Linked DNA regions of Zea mays: region 2 is linked to region 1. Evidence: chromatin contacts called from public Hi-C data. All regions are on one chromosome and are shown on one strand. The core of a region is the stretch at or near the end of the contact, and the rest is flanking DNA. Distances in the headings are between cores, read along the strand shown.

Evidence for each region. A called contact is a pair of places that touch in the nucleus more often than the background predicts.
Region 2: a contact with region 1 is called in a Hi-C map of tassel, with 3 times the contacts expected there. The contact joins two enhancer-like sites. A contact is called at or near these places in 9 of 25 Hi-C or Micro-C datasets (bundle sheath, ear, endosperm and 3 more) and 1 of 3 datasets of contacts at active chromatin or transcription factors (seedling).

The regions. Positions count from the first base shown.
Region 1 is chr5:44,520,631-44,527,310 of Zm-B73-REFERENCE-NAM-5.0, forward strand. It overlaps MIR160b (microRNA MIR160b), which reads right to left and starts at 140; the gene lies at 20-140. LOC109939912 (a long non-coding RNA gene) reads right to left here and starts at 426. Exons shown (of 1, transcript NR_157207.1): 1 at 1-426. Within about 2 kb of position 3,616, at least 5 of the 20 cell types and tissues checked have an H3K27ac peak or open chromatin away from gene starts, as enhancers often do. A contact at or near this core is called in ear, seedling and tassel, where this site is marked.
Region 2 is chr5:44,589,774-44,596,453 of Zm-B73-REFERENCE-NAM-5.0, forward strand. No RefSeq gene overlaps it. Among protein-coding and RNA genes, the nearest start is that of LOC109939473, 30 kb to the right of the region's middle. Within about 2 kb of position 3,543, at least 18 of the 20 cell types and tissues checked have an H3K27ac peak or open chromatin away from gene starts, as enhancers often do. A contact at or near this core is called in ear, seedling and tassel, where this site is marked.

The DNA.
Region 1 (6,680 bases), core at 2,366-4,865:
TCAGAGGATAGAGAGGAAGTGATCATGGCCTGTTATGCATGCTTGGCTCCTTGCACGCCACCCACAGCATCCAATCACGCCACGGGTTGGCTACATGTGTGGCATACAGGGAGCCAGGCACACACGACACGAGCCGATCGATCGACCAAACCTGCTAGCTTAATATTGCTATCATGGCGTCCCACGGTGGACGAGGACGAATAATCCATAGAAGAGCCAGCTCGGTGATGGAGTAGATCGATCAGCTAGCGTCAGAACGGCCGGGCTGCCAGCAGAGACGACGCATATGCATGCTTGAAGTGGAAAGAGGCATGAGCAAATCTTGGCCATGATATGAGCACGCACCAAGAGAAGGAAGAGGAGCCGGCCTGGAAGAGCTGCTAAAGTCTTGTGAGCGGCTAAGGTAGGGGAGAACAGTGGAAGAGTGAGGTAGAAGAAAGGGGGAGAAGATGGATTTTATAGAGGGGGAAGGGGACGGCGTGCCTGCTCTCTCCTTTTGTTGTCACTACCAGTTACTCCTCCTACGACTCAACGGTTATCTATGTACCTGAGTATTTTGTTTACTTATTTATTGTAGATCATAAAGACACATGCAAGAAATATCTTAGATATAGTGCTAATTTGGCAACTCAATTTTGTCATGAGATTTTTATTTTTTTTTTGTCAAGGAAAATAATCTAATTTTCCTTAGAAAAATAGAAATCCCTCGAAAATATTGGGTTGCCACACTATTCCTTATACTTTTTTTTACACATTTATGAGTCATGAAGTGTTATATCCTCGCTTTTATTTTGGAAGTAACAGGCAGGCCCGGGGGGTTGGCAAAAAAAAAGCATTTTCCAACAAATTACTATTTCTATTAGTATATAAATGGTTAGTGTAATGAAGTATGTATAGTGCTACCAAATGCCTCATCACCCACCGATGTCAAAAGAAATGAAGTATGCATAGTGCTACCAAATACCTCATGAATGGTATATTCCCCTCTCTTGGACTACTGCTGAACTGAAGGAGGAGTCGCCCTGCAAAGCCTCATGTGAGTAGGCTCTGCGATATTCTTCTAGGTCCCTCATGCACCAGAACTGTGGACATTGGTCCTGGACAGATGGACGGATGGATTGATGGAGACTAGAGATAAATGGATGCATGAGAGGGAAATTGGCAGGGAATCACGCCATTTTATTCCCAGTCGTCCCAGTGTTGCAGAAGCGAAGCCCAACCATTCCAGTCATCTGTACTGTACTGTGCATTCAGCAACAAGAACCTACGAGCTAGCTAGTGAGCGAGGGAGACAAAGGTAGCTAGGCGCGGAGAGAAGATAAAAGGCACCCCGGCCCGGCCCTCTTGATTTTTCTAGGTTTTCACTTGTGAATTGGATTTTGTCTGGAGCAGTTGGATGTGCTCCAGTCTAGCCCAGATTCTTTTATTACTACCAACCCAACCTCTCCATCTCCATGGCAATCACAGAATAGAAGATCATATCATGCCGCCACACACTAGCAGCACACTCGCACCTAATAATACTATAAGCCAGGCAGGCTAGCTAGCAGACCTCCTCACCTCCCCGGCGCCGCTGTCGCTGGCTCAAAAATGTGGTAGGTCACTACTACACGGTCCACAAGTTTATTTGGACCTGCCAGCTTTAAGTTTTTACTGAGGTTACACCGGGCCCACCATCTAGGCACTCATAGAGACCAAAATCACAGGCTTAAGGCAAACGTAAAATTTTATTCACATCTAAACATGTACTAAACTATGACTTAGATACGATGAGTGTAAGGACATGTTTGTTTATATAACTTAGACAGATTATAACTCTAAACAAACAGACTCTAAGTCAAACTATATATATATTAAGTTTGAATATGTCATAGTAAACCATATTGGCTCTAAATAGATATAATGTAGGAATATATTTCGTGACAAATCCAATACACTCGTTTTTCATGCTGAATAATATCAATATATACTTTCATATAGATGTGGTCATGCATGATGCTAGAGTTACATGCGGAGGAGCGAGGAAGAGGTACAGATGTAGCACACTGTTTCAGTACATCTGGTGGTGGGTGCATGCAAAGCAAGCAGTAGTTAACTGGCAGAGAGGCACATGATCCTGCTTGCGACTACAGTTTTATGCAGCAAGCAACTGCATCCAGTCTGGTGGTATGCGTTTGCATTACTGTGCCTGCCTGTGGGTTAGCTAGCTAGCTGGAGAAGTTTTGTCATTTCTACCTCGTTTCTTATGCTATCTACAGAAGCACTGACCTGTACCGTTAGGCCTTTCCCTGCACCACCCAACTGTTACATTGGCCATTACTAATTGGGATCTAGATGGCAGTGCCTTGTACTAATCTGGGCACTAGCTAGTCTGCTAGTGTCCCCAGTGCAAAACAAAGCCCCCCTGTCAATCTGCCATTATTTTTAATGCAGGTGCTGCTCATCAGTGCGCGCGCATCTTTTTGACCAGTGCATGCCGCCCAAGGCTTGGCATGCAAGTGAAGACTTGTTGTGCACAAGAATTATATATATATATATATATATATATATATATATATATATATATATATATATATATATATATATATATATATATATATATATATATATATATATGGCTTGACATAGCAACTACGCAACTGGCTTTCGGTCACCGAATAAGTAAACTAATTTTATATATATATATATATATATATATATATATATCTTGGCCTATTAGGTTGCTTTTTGGTTTGGTTGGAGACGAGGAGGTGGACGACGTCGGTGCTGTGTGTGTGCCTGTGCGTGCAAAGAGATGGGATGGTTGGCTTGGCTTGGAGGTAACGGGTGGACGCTAGTTCTTGGGAACTTCCGCACCAGGGGAGGACAAGAGAATGTTCTCCAAATTAGGGCTTGTTCGGTTAGCTCTCAATCCATATGGATTGAGTGGGATTGGATGGGTTTGAATCCCAAACAAGTCAAACTTCTTAAGAATTTTTTCCAATCCCATCCAATCCATGTGTATTGGGAATAACCGAACAAGGCCTTAGTAGTTGCGATTGGGATGGTTTCACATGCACGCACACCGCTCGCGTCCATGCAAAGCAAACAAAAAAACCAATCCATCAGATCATGCGCATATTGAGACTCTGATGATCCCCGGCCGCTAATCCGGCGGTTATTATCGGTCTAATCACTTTCGTAGGGACAAGCTAGCTGAGGTAATTACTGCTGCCGTAAGTAGTAAACCTGCATCACAACGTATACGTCAATAAGCGCCTATATTTCTAAATTTAATTTTATGTAATGATGTGATTATTCCAAATTAATATTTTACGTACCGAGTTATACATTTACATGAAGCGCATAGAGAAATTACAAGCATAGAGAAATTACGCAACATACTTTGGCCAATTATTGAATATAGAAGGACACTGGAATGAGAAGTTACATTTATTTCTCTCTCTCTCTCTCTCTCTCAAATGAAAGAAATGCCAAAAACTAGCGCTGCAGAAACCTTAGAGAAACAGAGACATCTTGATTTCAGTCAACGAAGCAGTCAGCACTCAGCGAGGACTGAATATTTGAAGGCATCCTACGGTTGGATTGTGTGGGGCCCTTGCATGTCCCCTATATACTAGCGGTGGTACAAGGCATGCATGCATGTACAGAGTTCTATGTTGCAAGACTTGCATACATGTACGTACTCATGTACAGACGTACGGCCGGGCAAAAGACCATAGTAGCAGCAGTTCGTGAGAAATCGATCATGATGGCTTGCTCCTGAGCTGACTCTGATTGTGAAGCAGCAGCATCGGCCTTTTCTATCTAGCTCACCACATGTGCATAAGCATATTTACCCGGCGAGATCCTCTGCAGTAACATGGCTCGACCATGTAGTCACGAAGTTTCCGGATCAATGAGGTCGAGGAATGGCTACATGTGAGAGACTGTTACATGGTGTTTACGAAAATGACCCTGCGTTTTCGGGTTGGGGATGACGTTTCCAAGTCGATGGTTGCTAGCACTGTATCCGTTTCTTGTGACTATGGGTTGGACGTTGCCGTGACCGGTACCTGGCCCTGCACATCAGTGGCTAAACGTTACTGTAGAGGAATTGGTTCCTATATTTACTGGTGTCCTTGTAGTTAGTATTGCCCCCAACTCAGAATTTTAAACATATATATAGTAGAGATGACATTCAATCATAATTCGTATTTGTGTTATGTCGGTGTTTTGGGTCCGACCGCACACCTGGGGTTGCCCCTCAAGGTGTTTTAGGAGTAGGACGGTGTCGCCGACTGTAGCAAAATGGTTCGTGCCAGATGCACGAGGGGACAGTGGACAATGTTTACAGGTTCGGGCCGCTTAGAGATGCGTAACACCCTACGTCCTGGTGAGTATGCTTGGTGAATGAGATTACAAGGGAGCTCTCCGAATTGAGAATGCAGAGAGTTGAGGTGGATGGCTGAGTGATAGGGTCGATCGTTCTGAAGGGGTGCCCCCTAGGCCTTATATACTCGACCGTGGGGCAATACACGTGGATACGATAACAATGTGTAGCTAAAAGATAGTGAACTGTTTGAGTTTATCTCCCCGTAGTTCTGCCGACCTATCATCGCATGGCTCCGTTGCATGGGGGCTCCAGCACGGGAAAGTCGGATCTCTGTTGTGGTCGCTCGCTCGACGTTGTGGGTCGTCCGGGCTTGTACCAATCCGGCCTCATGTCGATCTGCTTTGCTGATTGTCCCTCCCCAGGCCCACGAAAGAATGACCTTACGATTTATTGGGCCCTTGGGCCTTTCGTGAGGTCTTTTACTCTTCTAGTGGACCCGTGGGATATATGTCACCCACAAAGCCCCCGATCTTTAGGTTGATTTTGAGGTAATCAGCCCAAAGATCCCAGGTCCAGTTTGCAGATAATTTGGGGAAAACGATTTCTTACTGTCTCCTCCTGCTTTGATCACTCGTAAACTGAAGCTTTGTTTCGTGCTTGTGCCTTAGAGGTTGGCATTTCATCTTGTAGTACCCGGAACTTCATTGGGTGCACCGGAGGTGCACCCAATGGGTGTAGCCCCCGAGCTTCGAGTAGATTTTGGAAAATAATCTACTCGAAGGTCTTCATTAGAAATTACTTTCATCTTACTCTTGTGCTTTGGTTGAGGGTCAGCCTTGTCTTTAATCTTGTCTTATCCCTTAGAAGTTGGCACTATCTTGGCCTGAAATAGTGATCCATGGGGTGCACCGAAGGTGCACCCAATGGGTGTAGCCCCCGACCTTCAAGTGGATTTTTGAGGATAATCCATTCGAAGGTCTTCCTTTGATGTCTTTTTGTTGATGATTATCCTTTCTGCCTGTGAAAATCGGCATGATGCCATCCGCATTATGCTTTGGAGGTCAGCATTATGTCATCAATATTATGCTTCAGAGGTCAGCATGTATTTTGTCTTTTGCAGCTGAGTTCACAATCCATCCATATCTTGCCGGGTGGTGTAATTTATTTGCTCTGTGACTGATTGGACATTTGATGGACGCTCTCTGTCTAGTCTTCACGTCGCTTCCGTTGGCCATATTTTGTACTTCACCGGCTATATTTGGCGTTCCTCCGATCCTTACTGATATCTCATTTTTGTCTTGAGGTATTCATTGCATGCCCTGCACGGATGTGACAGTTTTGAGAAATATACTGATAATTCCTGGGCGTCCCCCCCCCAATGGGTGTGGGCAAGGGACGGCTTGGTACGCTGAGTGTTTTAGTCGGCTGCTTCTGAGTAGTAATGTGATGTGACGGCGAGTGTAATCATATCATCCGCGCTGTTGACTGGAGTCCCAATGGGTGTTGTGCTGCGTGAAACGACGTCAGCCGCCTGACGTGTCTTCAGACGGGTTGAAGTGCTTATTGAATGCTTTGCGACTGTTCAGTGACCGTGGTTGGAGGTGAGCAGTTGCCTTCTCCTTCTATAAATAATGTCGTTGTCTCTCCGGCTTTTTCACATCTTTTGATGTTCTCTGTTGCTTGCTTTTCTTCTCTCCCTTTCGCTTCCACCATGGGCAAGAACAACAAGCGCAAACGTGAGCCAACTCCTCCATCGGAGGATTTTGGTGACTCGGAATACTCAGAGGAGGAGTTCTCCTCTGAGTCTGAGGGGTCTCCGGCTCCCATCCCCCTGCGTGAGTCGTCTGACGACTCAGACGACTCCCAGGGGCTTGCGGCGGAGGTCTGGACGTACATCCGGGCCGTCGAGCGCTCCGGGCTCGAGGGCTCGGATGAGTCGGAGTACTCCTCGGATGAGGAGGACTCGTCCGAGGAGGACGGTGGTGGTGACGGCGAGGACGATGATGACGACGACGACGACGAAGGCGGTGGCGGCGGTGACGGTGACGGCAGCGGCAGGGGCGGCAGCAGCGGCAGCAAGGATGGCGATGGCGGCAGCAGCAGGGGCGGCAGCGGCGGCGACGGCAGCAGCAGGGGCAGCAACAGGGGCGGCAGCAGCGGCGGCAGCAACAGGGCCAGTGGCTAGATGCCACTGGTCCTTAGATGTTAGTATAGTATAGTTAGAATAATGTAGTAGTATTTAGTAGTGTAGAGTAGTATAGTGTAGTGTAGTAGTAGTATAATGTAATGTAGTAGTAGTAATAGGGAAGTATCAACTCATAATGAGTTGATTTGTAAGTATGATATCTTCCCTTTAATGAAGAAA
Region 2 (6,680 bases), core at 2,293-4,792, 69 kb after region 1:
GCTACCGGACAGTCACTGTAGACGGTCCGGTGCCGATCTCCTTCCTTTTCTGGCGCAGACGGCCGTTGCAGCTCCGGGGCAGTTGGCGCACTGGACACTGTCCGGTGCCCCCTGCCGACCGTTGGCGCGGGCCACGCGTCGCCCGCGGATTGCGCGGCCAACCGTTGCGCTGGCGACCGTTGGCTCACCGGACAGTTCGGTGCACCACCGGATAGTCCGATGAATTATAGCCGTATGCCGCCGGTTTTTCACGAGAGTGGCCTATTCACCGGAGGCTGGCCTGGCGCATCGGACACTGTCCGGTGCACCACCGGACAGTCCGGTGTGCCAAGCCGAGCTGAGCTGGACTTCGGCTGCACCCAGCCAAGTCTTTTGCATTTCTTTTCTTTTCTTCTTTTCTCTGTTTCTAACACTTAGACAAATATATTAGTATACAAAAACAAATGTACTAAGTCTAGAAACATACCTCATGCCTTGATTTGCAATTTTTCAATCTTTGGCACATTTAGAACTTAGAGAATATGTGTTGGGCACTTAATCACCAAAACATTATAGAAATGGCCCAAAGGCACATTTCGCTTTCAACCACCCTTGTGGTAGCACTGTTTTGTTGGGTGCTTCTTCATGTTCCAATTAACAAAATAATCTTATTATGAACAATAAAGAATCCATTGATAATAATAATAGAGCATGATCATAATTCATAATTAGCATTAATCACAAAACCAGTTAGAGCAATAGCAAGACTACCCAATAATTCATTTGTATGAAAGGTGTAGGGTAAAGAAAACTAGGTAACCTATTAGGTCCCATCAAGTTAACCTAAGCATGCCACAATGATTATCATGAACATTATTAGGTCAAAGAATATGATCAAGGACACAACTTGCCTTTTACTTATGGTAACCTATTGTCTAGATGCTTCCCCAAAAGTTGGGCTTCAAGTTCCTCGTGACCTTGCTTCTATTCGTAGCAATACATATAGATAGACAAATAATAGGTAAAAATAACATTACACCAAAGATGGAAATAAAACACATAATAATATTCTACGTGTTACTATGAGATTGTATGTTCGAGAACCACTAAAATCAAATTTATGGTTGAAAAGATATGATTTTCTGCAGTTTCAAGTGCTTAAATAGTAAAAATATATTCTATGTTAATTAATGTAATTCAGGTGAGAAAAATATTACAAAGAAATAACTAATTCAACTTTAATATAAGTTATAACTTGATTATAGATTATATTTTAGTCCGTTTATAATTATAGATAGATTAACTTTGATTAGCAAGATAAATCTACTAAACATAGGTTAAACAAATATCTAATTATAAAAGTATGTGATATGATACAAATAATGCTATTATTGCGTAGGCAATTTTATTACGAAACTATCGCAATTTGAACGGCTAAATGAGAGTTATAACGAAGAAGTTATGAATTTTGTAAGTTTATTGACTTAATTTTATACCAAAATCATATTCGGAATAAATTTGTGAAAATAAAAAACTAGTATGGATCTCAAGTTATATTATTTAAGAGAACAGGGGCTAAACTGTAATAAATAGGACCTATCCATGATGCTTCTTTGTGACACCGTGGACCGCGAGCTCATTTCCAATAGCATCAGAATTTCTTTGTAAAATAGATCGGCTGCTTCATATGCGCGTCACTCAGGGCCCTTGGATCTAGATCCAACGACTCATAGCAGATCAGCGAAACGGTACACAATTGTTTGATCAGTACCGCTCATAGTAGATCGGATGCTCCTGATTTAATACAATCATGATCTAATCTAGGTCGTTGTTGTGTTGTTGATCGATGGTCAGGGCACCCCTCTTGAAAGTCGCCTAAAAGGGGTGAATAGGCAAATCTGAAATTTATAAACTCTAAGCACAACTACAAGCCGGGTTAGTGTTACAAATAAAGTCGAGTCCGAAAGAGAGGGCGAAAACAAATCACAAGAAAATGAAGAGTGTGACACGGTGATTTGTTCTACCGAGGTTCGGTTCTTACAAACCTACTCCCCGTTGAGGTGGTCACAAAGACCAGGTCTCTTTCAACCCTTTCCCTCTCTCAAACGGTCATCTAGACCGAGTGAGCTTTTCTCTTCAATCAATTGGGTCACTTAGACCCCACAAGGACCATACAACTTGGTGTCTCTTGCTTTGATTATAAAGGTGTTGAGAACAAGAATGGGAAGAAGAAAAGCGATCCAGGCGACAAGAACTCAAATGAACACAAGTGTCTCTCTCTCACAAGCCACTAAGTCTTTGGAATGAGGTTGGGACTTGGAGAGGATTTGATCTTTTGTTTTGTGTCTTGGAGTGAAGTCTAGAGCTCTTGTATTGAATGCAACGGCTGAAAACTTGGATACCTTGAACTGGTGGTGGTTGGGGGTATTTATAGCCCCAACCACCAAACCAACCGTTGGGGTTGGGCTGCTGTCGATGGGTGCACCGAACAGTCCGGTGCGCTAGCCATGTCACCCAACCGTTAGGGTTCGACCGTTGGAGCTCTAACAGCCTGGGCCATCAGACAGTCCGGTGGTGCACCGGACAGTCACTGTTTACTGTCTGGTGCGCCTTCTGCCGCCTGCTCTGACTCTGCGCGAACTGTCCGCGCACTGTAGCGCTTTTCAGGTTTCCGTTGGAGTCGACCATTACGCTGTAGCCGTTGCTCCGCTGGCACACTAGACAGTCTGGTGAATTATAGCGGAGTGACTTTTCCAGAAACCCGAAGGTGGGAAGTTCGAGTTGATCCACCCTGGTACACCGAACACTGTCCGGTGCGCCAGACCAGGGCAGCCTTCGGTTTCTTTTGCTCTTTTCTTTTTGAACCCTAACTTGGACCCTTTTATTGGTTTGTGTTGAACCTTTGGCACCTGTAGAACTTATAATCTAGAGCAAACTAGTTAGTCCAAATATTTATGTTGGGCAATTAATTCAACAACCAAAATCATTTAGGAAAAGATTTGACCCTATTTCCCTTTCGCCTCTCACCTCCCACTCTGCCATTTCTGTCGTCGGCCAGTGGCACGCCTTGACCGACGCCATCGCCGCCCACAGCTATATGTTGGTCCGGTGCCAAAATTCAACCAAAAACCATGGCTACACAAAACGGAGGTCCAGTAGAACAAAGTCCAAATGACTTATCGGAGATCGGGAGACCATTTATGGATGTCCTCGATACAGGCAGTGTTTGCGGTGGAGATGAACTCCGTCGATAAATATCATCGTGCGCTAGTCGCATCCATGCATGAATAGTCCAAGTTCAGGTTCTGGTGCCCCGCTGGATGGATGGCTCTATGGCTACGCAATTTTTATGGGATACAGGGATGTGACACTACTTTATAGCCCAAACATGCCTTGCCAGGTGATGCTTGGTGGGCAACAACCAGAGTAAATCAGCAGGGGTTTGTTGCCACAGACTTGGCGTTTTCTGTCACAGGGAGAAGAGGGATCCATTCATAGTGATAGGGATGACTTCGACAATGTGGCCCTACCCGGCAGGGACTCATGCTCGGGAGAACGCAGGCGCTTGGGATAGACTGGCCGAGTGGGGGATGGCTGACCGGCTGCGGAGCGGGCCCACCATGTTAGTGACAGGCGCGGGGTGGCCGGTGTGGAAAATGGGCTGGCAGATGCAGATGGGTAAGCAGCTCGTATAGGGGATGGACCGGGAGGACAGTTGGGCTCAGGTCGGGTTGTGGGCTAAAATTAGGTTTGTCATTTTCTCTATTTTTTGTATTCTTTTTCTATTTTCTAGCTTATTTCCATTCAAATTACAAATCTAAATCAGAGTTAAGGTTTCAAAATCAAATGCACAAACAAAAAACTTCCAGCATAAATGCAAAGTTTCATTGACTTATTAATTATTCTATTCCCTTCAATGAATACTAATACATAATCCATGAACAAAACAATTTACTCATGTAAACAATTGAAAATCTTAATAGTTATTTATTATATGAATTTCAAATTCAGATTCTAGTTTTCAAGATTTAATCTACAATATATTGTTGTCATTTTTTATTTTTAAGGAAACGATTCCAAATGTAATAAAATTCTTATTAAAACATACTTTAAAATCCAAATTCTTTGAAGAACTTTTCTCATCACCAAGACATGATTTTGGGGTGTTACAAGGTTGGCTTTGCTACTTTTGATAGCACATGAAACATGTTTTAGTACATAATGCAACACTTCGAGGACATTCAGCGATAGAGGCCCCCAACAACTCCATTTGTTGCTAGTTTATTGACACTGACGTCATGCGTCGATTCCTGAGGTGTAGATATTATTTTGGCCCTAGACAACTACTGGAATAATGGATTGTAAATTAGATTTTAGATTTTAAACATTTATCATTTTACTTCTTTTTTGAGTCATGTTGTTTAGAAGTCATGCATCCATAGTATGTATCTTTTTATTTACATGTTGCTTAATATGGATTTTTAGATCTATCGTAGTGTTTTTATTATTAACATTTATATATATCAAAAAACAATTAGAAAGACCTTTATTTAAAATTTTGCACCGGGCCACTAAAATCTCAAGTCCGTCGCTGTATATATGTAGCTTAGGCTGCAAAGTCTATATATGGGAGTTACCGTCTTTACTAAAAAAAAACACATCTAAAAAGTAAGTGTTGTTGTAAAGTATACAAACACTATCCTAAAAGGAAAATAGAAAGAGAAACCCTAATCGTAGTCTGTTTGTACATGGATTTTTTTTATGAAACTTTTAAATTTTGATAGAGAAGGAGATCTATGTTGTAATCATCAATATTCTTAGAAATAAAAAATCGTCTTCCTTTCTTATGTTTAGTCTACTTTCATCTCAATTCTTGAGAGACAGAGATGAGATCCCATAACCGTTGGTGACATATCTTACAATAATGGGTGTAAGTTAATGTCCAACATTACTGTATATCTGATATAAACTTACTAATGTATCTAATGCAAGTTAAAAACTTATCCCGTTGCGGGACTAACACGCTTGAACTTTCCATGCATACCAAGTACACTCACAATCATAAATGTAAGCACAAACGTGGACACAAACAAATCCAAACATAAGTAAATCAGAAATACTCTAAGCGTTAGGTACATGATTCCCATTTTTTTCATATTATCACAATCATAATACACACGGAATGCCGCTTGATAGCGCTTAGCCCAAGCGAGCAGACCAGGCACGGCGGATCGGACAACGTCGCCGTCTCAACGATACGATCTCGCTCGGCTACATCATGCATGCACGCACACGCGCGCGTCGGCTGTCTTTTGACCCGAGCTGTGCTGGCCTGGCCACCTAACGCAGAGCCCGGCGGCCGCCGTCGGTGTGCACGACTAACGCAGAGCACGACGGAACGGGAGCATGGACGAGAGTGCCTGCCGACCGATTTTGCGGCCGCCGCTTCCAGCAAGGCCCACCGGCCACTGCTGCAATAGTAGAAGATACTTAGACTCTGTTTGTTTTAGATTTTTTTTTAACTTCTAGCTAGCAAAAGCTGCTACAGACTATCAAATACTTAGCTTTTCAGTCATCTTCTATAAAAATCGATATGATAAAGTCACCCAAAATTAATATAAACACTTATTCAGTCGAATCATTGCACCGTTAGGAATTCATTGCTTTCTAGATTCTGAATCATAAGTACACCTTCATCTTTCTCCGTACATGATTCCAACAATACTGAAATTTTCTTCACATCCAGATTCTCCCCACAGCAACAGGGGCGGGCCCACGTAGAAGCAAGGGTATTCAATTGAATACCCATTATTTTCTGGCAACAAAATTTATGTATATATACACATATTATCTTTATACATTAAAATATTGTAAAAACATAAAATAACATTGTTTTATGGGCTTACAACTATTTGTCCCAAACTTCGCTTTTCGCTTGCCTTTTTCATTTCCCTACCGTGTAACTAGGGTTAACAATCGCGCGGTTAGGACACGAGTATTTGGTTTACAAATCCATAACTACGGGACAAAATTAAATCCATACTCGTACCCATATACGTTCGTAGGTATAAATCTGTACCAATGTCAGGTACACATCGGGTAACGGGTATGTATACTGTTGTATATCCATACCTACGAAAAATTTACGAATAGATATCTTATTATATTCATACTCATACCCGTAGATAACAAATTATACCATATCTATGTCCGATAGATAATTATTCGTTTCCTATGGATAACAAATTTAGGATGTCAAAAAAAATTATGCCCGCTAAAATTCTGAATACCCATCATCGAAATCCTGGACCCGCCCATGCACTTGTGCAAGATTCTCAGAAAAACTGATAAAATAAGATTCTCAGAAAAGCTGGTAAAAAGATAAACCAAACATGCCCTTACTACCTCTAACTTAATTTCTCTAATAATTTTATCTTTAATATGAATAGATGATATCTTTATATATACAATTTTGAAATCTGTGTATATAAGATTAATCATAGTTAAAAGCTTACCTTTTTATCTCTTCTATTAAAACACGAAACAACATGCTTTAAACTAGCTTATGAAGCTGGCCTGACTGACACCGACACCACACCACATCCACACCACACCATCCGTTCCGTTCCCCACCACCGCGCGGCGAGCGTTTTTCTTGCTTCCCACCAGCCTCAGGCGGCTTGGCGTGCTGTTCGGCCTTC